2 separate regions of the Anser cygnoides genome follow, and region 2 is linked to region 1. A link is a contact called in public Hi-C data. All regions are on one chromosome and are shown on one strand. Each heading gives the region's core, a stretch centred on a gene start, on an enhancer-like site or on the middle of the called end of the contact. The rest is flanking DNA. Distances are from core to core; before and after follow the strand shown.

The links. A called contact is a pair of places that touch in the nucleus more often than the background predicts.
Region 2: a contact with region 1 is called in a Hi-C map of granulosa cells, with 1.8 times the contacts expected there. The contact joins the promoter of MAPKBP1 here to the enhancer-like site in region 1. A contact is called at or near these places in 2 of 7 Hi-C or Micro-C datasets (granulosa cells and liver).

What each region holds. Positions count from the first base shown.
Region 1 is chr5:32,817,277-32,821,057 of Taihu_goose_T2T_genome, reverse strand. It overlaps MAPKBP1 (mitogen-activated protein kinase binding protein 1), which reads left to right. Exons shown (of 29, transcript XM_066997781.1): 6 at 2,555-2,725. Among named protein-coding and RNA genes, the nearest start is that of JMJD7, 45 kb to the right of the region's middle. Within about 2 kb of position 1,742, at least 1 of the 3 cell types and tissues checked has open chromatin away from gene starts, as enhancers often do.
Region 2 is chr5:32,869,892-32,873,288 of Taihu_goose_T2T_genome, reverse strand. MAPKBP1 (mitogen-activated protein kinase binding protein 1) reads left to right here and starts at 2,070. Exons shown (of 29, transcript XM_066997781.1): 1 at 2,070-2,278; 2 at 2,858-3,200. The coding sequence starts at 3,084.

The DNA.
Region 1 (3,781 bases), core at 493-2,992:
TGCCTGTGGTTTGGCATTGTATGTTTGGCTGGGGGCGACAATTACTTCTTTTCAAACATGCCTAAGGGGGAGAATAAGGATGACTCCACCGCATGTCTATTGTGCATGAGAAGTTCAGAACATGGACTGTATGTCATGAGTTTGGAATTGCTGGATGTTAGAAATCCACAGAAATGTTGCCTGTCCCCCTTATGGTTGGGCTCAGTTTGCTCTTGTGTGTGATTAATAATAATTTATCATTAGTTTCTGTGCCTCTGTAAGACATGGGGAGTGAGCATGTGTGAAACACGTCCCCTCCTGAGCCTCAGCCACAGAGAAGTATATCACAGCCCTGTCAAGGAGGCTGTTCACTCCAGAGGTCCCTGGAGCAGTCACTGTGATGGCAGCTGTCATGCCACTGGGTAGCGCCCTAGCCTGAATCCTGCATGGATTAGGCCAACAGTAGAAACAGTAGTGTTTTGAGATGGAGGCTGCCTTGGCACACACAAAAAACAAAAACATGGATATTCCATCAGAGCATCAGAGATTTTGTTGTTGTTAACTTTTTAGTGAAAGCACAAGATTTTATACTGTAATTTGTTTTTAATTGCTCCTTATCCTCTAGAAGTTGTAAGGTATATAAAAAAAGGCCTTATAATTTTATATGTAATTTTCTTTTATGTGTATATAAGTAAATAAATTAAAAAAAACAAACTCTTTTTTTGTACCTCTCTGCTGCTCTATTCTTTTCATGTGAGGTAGAAAAAGACGTGAAAAATGAAGTGGATATTTTTCTTACTGACAACCCAAGCTTTCCAGTTTGACACTTCACTGGGGCAAAGGGCAAGTTTTGATTTAAAAAAAAAAAAAAAAGCTTTTCCAGTTATACTTGAAAGTTGATGTGTTGTTTTTTTTTTGCCTTGTTGCAAAACATGTCTCCTCTTGCCCTGTTGTAAGGCCATTTCTCTTTTTGTATCCTCCCGCATGCCTGACATTTGAGTTCGAACTTGGTGGAGTGGTGTCCCCTGCCGGTGTCAGCAGCCTCTTCTTGCTTGGTCCTGTGGGTGGTCCCCCAGGGAAATGCTTACTGAGTTCACTTTGTCAAACTCGCTTTTAGCAGCCTCATGCTAATTCTGCCTCTTAGCAACTTAGCTTCCTGCACGACTGGCTTTTCAGGAAGGAGAGCACAGAGATTTGTCCTTGGCATACCATGCACATCAAATGTCTTTTGAATATTTCAATACAAAGGAAAATTAATTTTTTTTCTCCCTATGGAGGCATAAATTGCTCGTGCATGGGGATGACGCAGAGCTTGCTTTTGGTGAACATTTATTATATGATTGAATATGAATTCAACTTCTTAAGGTCCGCAGGTTTATGCTAAGATGTTAGGAAATATATATATGTATATACACACATATGCATTTGTTTAAGTACAGTAATTGCTTGAAAGAGCAGCTGATTTAGCTCACTGTAGCATCTTGACAGCCAGCTTCAGACCTGAGCTCTGCTGTGCAGGAGAACTGCACTAACTGCAGCAAAATCTGACCATAGCACTTTTCTGGGCTACAAGCAGTTGCTTGGCAAAGCTTTTGGACAAGACAATTAAACATTCACAGTTCTGAGTTGCTAAAGATTTGATTTCTCCTTCTTGTGTTCGGAGTTGCCTCTCCCACACAGTCAAACGACTTAACCCTGATCAGAAAAGGTACTGTTTTGCCATGTTGCCATGGAAATGTTATCGGGCAAGCTACCGTTTTGACAGATTACAACATTACAACGTGAAATCGTGATAGACTCTTGAGTAGGATTTGCTCATCAGGCACATTCTTGGCCAACATTTCAGCTCATCTTCTGCTTCGTTTTATTTTCCTTGAATAACAAATAACTAAAAAAAAAAAATGAATTGTCTGGCAAAAGGTGCTGACTTAGCATTTCTGAAGTCTATGAGCTTCTCTTTCTTTTGACAACAAACATAAAGACAAAGGACATCTATTCTCTCAATGCCTTTCTCTGGTACTACCTTGCCCATATTCTTTCAGGCAGCATGCATTCATGTGTTACCTTTGTGACAGAAATGGTGCTGTTAGTCTCCCAGATGCCTCTCTGAAATGGTGCGTGATAATTAACTTGAACAGTCACATCATGACCTGGTTTGGGATCTCTGATGTCCATGTTGTGTCCAATGCCTTTCATTGCACTGAGTCCAGAGATGCAATGTCACGTAATCTTTTTCAGAAACTGGCCATGAATTCCCTTTGCAAAGATCAGGGATGTACATGAAAGGTAGTGTTATAGTCTTTGGGTGTTTTGTGAGGAGGGTAAGAAAAGGATTAAAGCAAGGGAGGTAGTCTTAGCGCCTTCAGACACCTGTTGAAATGCATATGCTCATTAGGTTGGCAGCCTCAACTTGGGCTTTAAAGATTTGAAAGAACTTGAGTCTAACCTCACCCTGCTGTGATTCCAGCAACTAGACATCTTTTTCCAAGCCCCCCCACTTATGTATGCTTGAATCTGTCAGAACTGCCCTCAAGAGTTACGTTTCCTGTTCTGTGTGTGTTCTTCTCCCCTCCAGAGCGGACACATGCCGGCTGTTCGGGTGTGGGATGTCGCTGAGAGAACCCAGGTGGCCGAGCTCCAAGAGCACAAGTATGGGGTGGCCTGTGTGGCATTCTCGCCCAGCTCCAAGTACATTGTGTCAGTGGGGTACCAGCATGACATGATTGTCAACGTGTGGTCGTGGAAGGTAAGTTCTTCAGGAGGTTGAGTGGACCACAGAGTTGTTAAGTTAAAAAGAGTGGGCAGTCTGTCATTAAGCTATTTCAGTTCTGTCTTGCTTTCTGCCCTTTTTTGTGTTTGTTTTTTTGACACTCATAGATGCAGACAAGCTTGGACGTGAGAGAAAGCTATGGTCCCTTAGGGATGGTCTAAATCACTTCAGTGCGGGGATATTCTCCAGACTTGGAGACACTTGACATCTTGCTGTCCTGTCAGAAAAGCCTGGGCTCTGAAACCTTGTCAAAGCCATGTGCTTTTTTAGAGGTTTGTTAGAAAGCTAATTTACGAGGTTGAGGAAGGAAACTCTCATCAACCAGGGATTCTTTGTTGGTGTAGTGGATGCCCTTGGCTCATTTTGCCTTTGTTGTGTCAGCATCTGTAATGCTTCAATTCCATCCTTGATGATTTGGAATGGGAATTTAAAGAAGGATGATGGAGGCCATGCGGTCTGCCATTGGGTTGAGGCAACATTGTGTGGAAATAATGCCTTTCTCTTATCCATTAAAAAACATTAAAGTGTGTGTTTTTTGTATTGAAAACAAAACAAAAAACCACACACACACATTTGTAGGCAGGCTTATGCTACGTAGGCTTGGAGCCTTCTGCATTAGTAAAAGCTAAGCATTTATGTGTTGGGTCAGCTCCTGCAACCTCTTCAGGTGCAGTAACCCTCTCTAAAAGATGTGTTTTAAAAACCACACTTCAGTGCATCTGTTAAATCTCATGTGATGTAGCTTATGAGTCTGCTTATTTAGTTTGTTACCCTCTTCATCACATTTCCTGTGCTTTAATTTAGTTCTCCCACATGAGCTGAAGTTTGGCCTTTCTATTATTTTGTATAGCTGACCTGCGTGGTGATGCTTTAAGCATGTGTGTCAGGGTTGGAAATTGAGTGCTCAGTCTTTTGGTTCTTTCAAGTTACGCGAATGAAAGTAGAAACTCGAAGATTAACATAATGCACAGCACGTGTGGGACTGCATACAGGTGGCTTTGTAAAAAAATATATTTATTTTTTAAACTCAAA
Region 2 (3,397 bases), core at 821-3,320, 52 kb before region 1:
TTGTTTTCCCTTTGTAATAATAGGATCAATCCTCCCCCCCCCCCCGAAAAAAAAGAGAACACCCCAAACAAAACAAAACAAAACAAAAAACCAAGTGTTTATATTAATAAAACTGTAGAAAAAGTTTCTTTAAAATCATTGGTACGACCTTTCTCTTTAAGATGAACTGAAGGAACTATGTGACATTTCATCCCGTTTTACCTAATAATTACAAAGGGGGTAAGTTTTACTCAGAAAATCAGAGGCATCACTTGCCTGTCCCAGTTCCTTTTCAGTGAATTTCAAAGTCCAGTGATGTTTCAGACATAGTCTGTCTCCTCAGTCGCTTCACAGACACAAAGAATTGTAATCACAAATCACATTATGCTGAGCTCAGCTTTCAACAGAACAACGCTAGCTGCGTTAAAACAGCGTCTCCCAAGCAGACATCTCAGCTGTCCCTTGTTTTCAAAGACATCCCTCAGTTCATTCCCAAATGTATGCATGTTTCTCACAAATGTGATGACTCTGATGTTTTACTGTTGAACAGCAGAAATTTAAGAACTATCAACTGCTTTCTCCCCCCTGCGCAGTGTCAGGTCCCAGTGGTGTACAGGCTGGTGCGCGTTTTTAACTCCGCATCCAGCATGAGTGGTTCTGCTCACTAGAACTGCTCCCAGTCTGGATAAAACTAAGCACCCGCTAAATCTTTATAGAAGAGGGATTTTACTTTTTTTTTTCTTTTTTTTTTTTTTTTCTTTTCCCAGCAGCTCTGTTTTCCTTCATAAATCCCTACTCACCCTTTGAAACAGGGCTCTGCTTTCCAGCAAAGTGGCAATAGGTAGGAATGGACAACACCCACATTTTCTGAAAGAATCCTCTTATGTGCCTCTTCTTGGGCTGCAGACCATGTTTGGGTGTGGAAGCTAAGATACTTTTGTTCCTATCTCCCACAGACTTCAATTACTTTTACTTAAAGAAATAATTGCGACACTGCTGACTTGCAATTTAATTGTAAATTTAAAAAAATGTGGTATATTTCTGAAAGCCTGGAACCACGCTGCTTTTTGACTCATAGCAACAGGTGTGGATTTCTTTAGGGCACCTATGTATGAAGGCTAAAGATTAATGAAGGTTAGAAACCAACATTTTAAACACACTTCTTGCAGGTTACTGTGGCATGACAGGAGCTCATAGAGATTGGAAAGATGTCCTGTGTTATGCCTCTAGGTGTTTCCTTCAATATATGCAGGTTTCTGACCAGCCAAGCCTTAAGATCGTAATCCTGGCTGCTCAGAATCCCTCTTTGAATGGAAAACAACCTTTTCTTGAAATACAGGCAGTGTGGGGTCACATAGTCACAAGCTGTGACACTGGCAGTGTGCTGGCCGTTGTGGTCACCACTAAGGGCAAGACCACGGCCTGTGTGGATTGATTGGCATGGTAAAGCTGTGCCTGAACTTTCTGAACACTGAAGATTTTCATGGCCTGTGTTTTTGGCACGGTCACCCCCAGTTGCCACGCATACTCTGGGTTTGAGTCAGTTGTGGAAGATGGGATGGTCATCACTGAGGGGAAACTGGGGAGGGATTGCGGAGCAAGCAGCAAGGAGCCCGCAGGGCGTTCTGAAGATGGACTGAGAATGGCAGCTGCCATCCCTGAAGGTGTTTAAGAGACTCGTGGACGTGGTGCATTAGTGAGGGACTTGGCAGTGCAAGATGGAAGCCGGACTCGGTGATGCTGAGGGTCTTTCCCAACCCATGACTGTGCTAAAGAAGGGGGTGCCAGCAGGTTTTTTTCATAGGGCGGACCCTCAGAAACACCACTTTCCTTCCCCTCCTCCAGGCCAGTCCCTAAACTCCCCCAGAGCTCAACGCCCCCTCGGACAGCACTTGCCGAACCGCCCCCCTCCCCCGCCTCGCCCGCCGCCGCCTCACGGCGCCCGTGAGGGGGCGGCGCGAGCTCCCCGCGCCCGCTAACGGCCGCCCTCGCGCCGCGCCAGCCCTCCGCCAGGGGCGCGCGCCCCCAGCTCCGCCGCCGCCGCCGCTTGACCCGCGCGAGGCGCCGTAGCGCGGCCGGGCGGCGCTGGGCTCCCGGGGGCGGCCGCCCCCCGCTGCTGCCTGAGGCCCGGCGCCGCGGGGCCGCCCCTTCGCCGCCGCCGCCGCCGCCGCTGAGGGAACGGCCCCCGCCCCGCCCGGCCGCGGGGGCGGCCCGCCAGGCGGCCCCTCCTCGGGGGAGGCCGCATGGGCAGGCGCTGCGGGGCGCCGCGGTCGCCGGCAGAGCGGCGGCTGGGCGGCAGGTAGGGGAGGCTGGGGGCCGGGAGCGGGGCCGGGGCGGCCCCCGCGGCACCCCCCTGCCGAGGGGCAGCGTCCGGCCGGAGCCCCGCGGTGGCGGGCGGCAGCCCCTGGCCGCGCTCTCCCCGGGCGGTGCGGCTGCGGAACGTGCCCTGCCTGCCCCGCCGGGTGTCGCCCCTTCTGCCTGCGTGTCCTCGGAGCGGAGCTCGGTCCGTGGGAGGTAAAAACTCCCTCGTGGTTGTGCCGCGGCTCCGGGCTGTAAGGATCGAGCGCCGCGTTGCGCTTTCCGGGCTGCAGAGCCCGGCTCCGGGGCAGGCACAAGGGGCTGGACGGACCCCGTTGATTTTTGTGGTTGTAGGAGCTGATGCTGAAGCGTAGGAAGATCAGGTTTCTTGATCTGATCTGAATTGATTTAGAGCTGCTAAATGGTAGTAAAAAGAAGGATCGCTTGTATGGACGCCTCTGAGAATAAATAACGCTGCATCCATCTTTATTATTAAATCTTGCATTTGGCGTTTCTCGTAAAGAATGAAGCTTAAAAAATCATTGCGAATGTTTTACTGACCCCTGGGTGCATCTTTCAGTTTAGATTGCTGCTGATTTGATCCTCTGGAATCTGCAAAAGGAAAGCCTGCCAGCCTCTGTGAATAGCTTTGCAGTGTAACAGGAGTGGAGTCCCCGAGCAGAATCCCTGAGAGATGTGTGAACAAGCGTGAGCAAAGCTGAGCACCTTGGTATTTCTGCCTCAAACCTGGGCTCGTTCCCCAGGCACGGTTTGCACGGGGTGTAATACCCTCCTGATACCTGGAGATGATGTCGGTTGAAGGGTCTACAATAACAAGTCGGATCAAAAACCTGCTTCGCTCCCCTTCCATTAAGCTGAGAAGAAGCAAGCCTGGGAACAAGCGTGAAGATATCGGCAGTAAGGTGAGTACGGTGTGGTGCTGCCAGAATGCCTCGACTTTGTTGCCTGTGGTCCCATCTGTACCGAAAATAGTGCTTTGGGAGGCCTGGTGTGACCACAGAATTGTCTTTTAGTTGAGATCCTTACGGTGCTGCAAATTCTTGCAAAAGCCAGGGTCTCTCTTTCGAAAGGCACTCTGCTTGTGGTGTATGTGACTGGA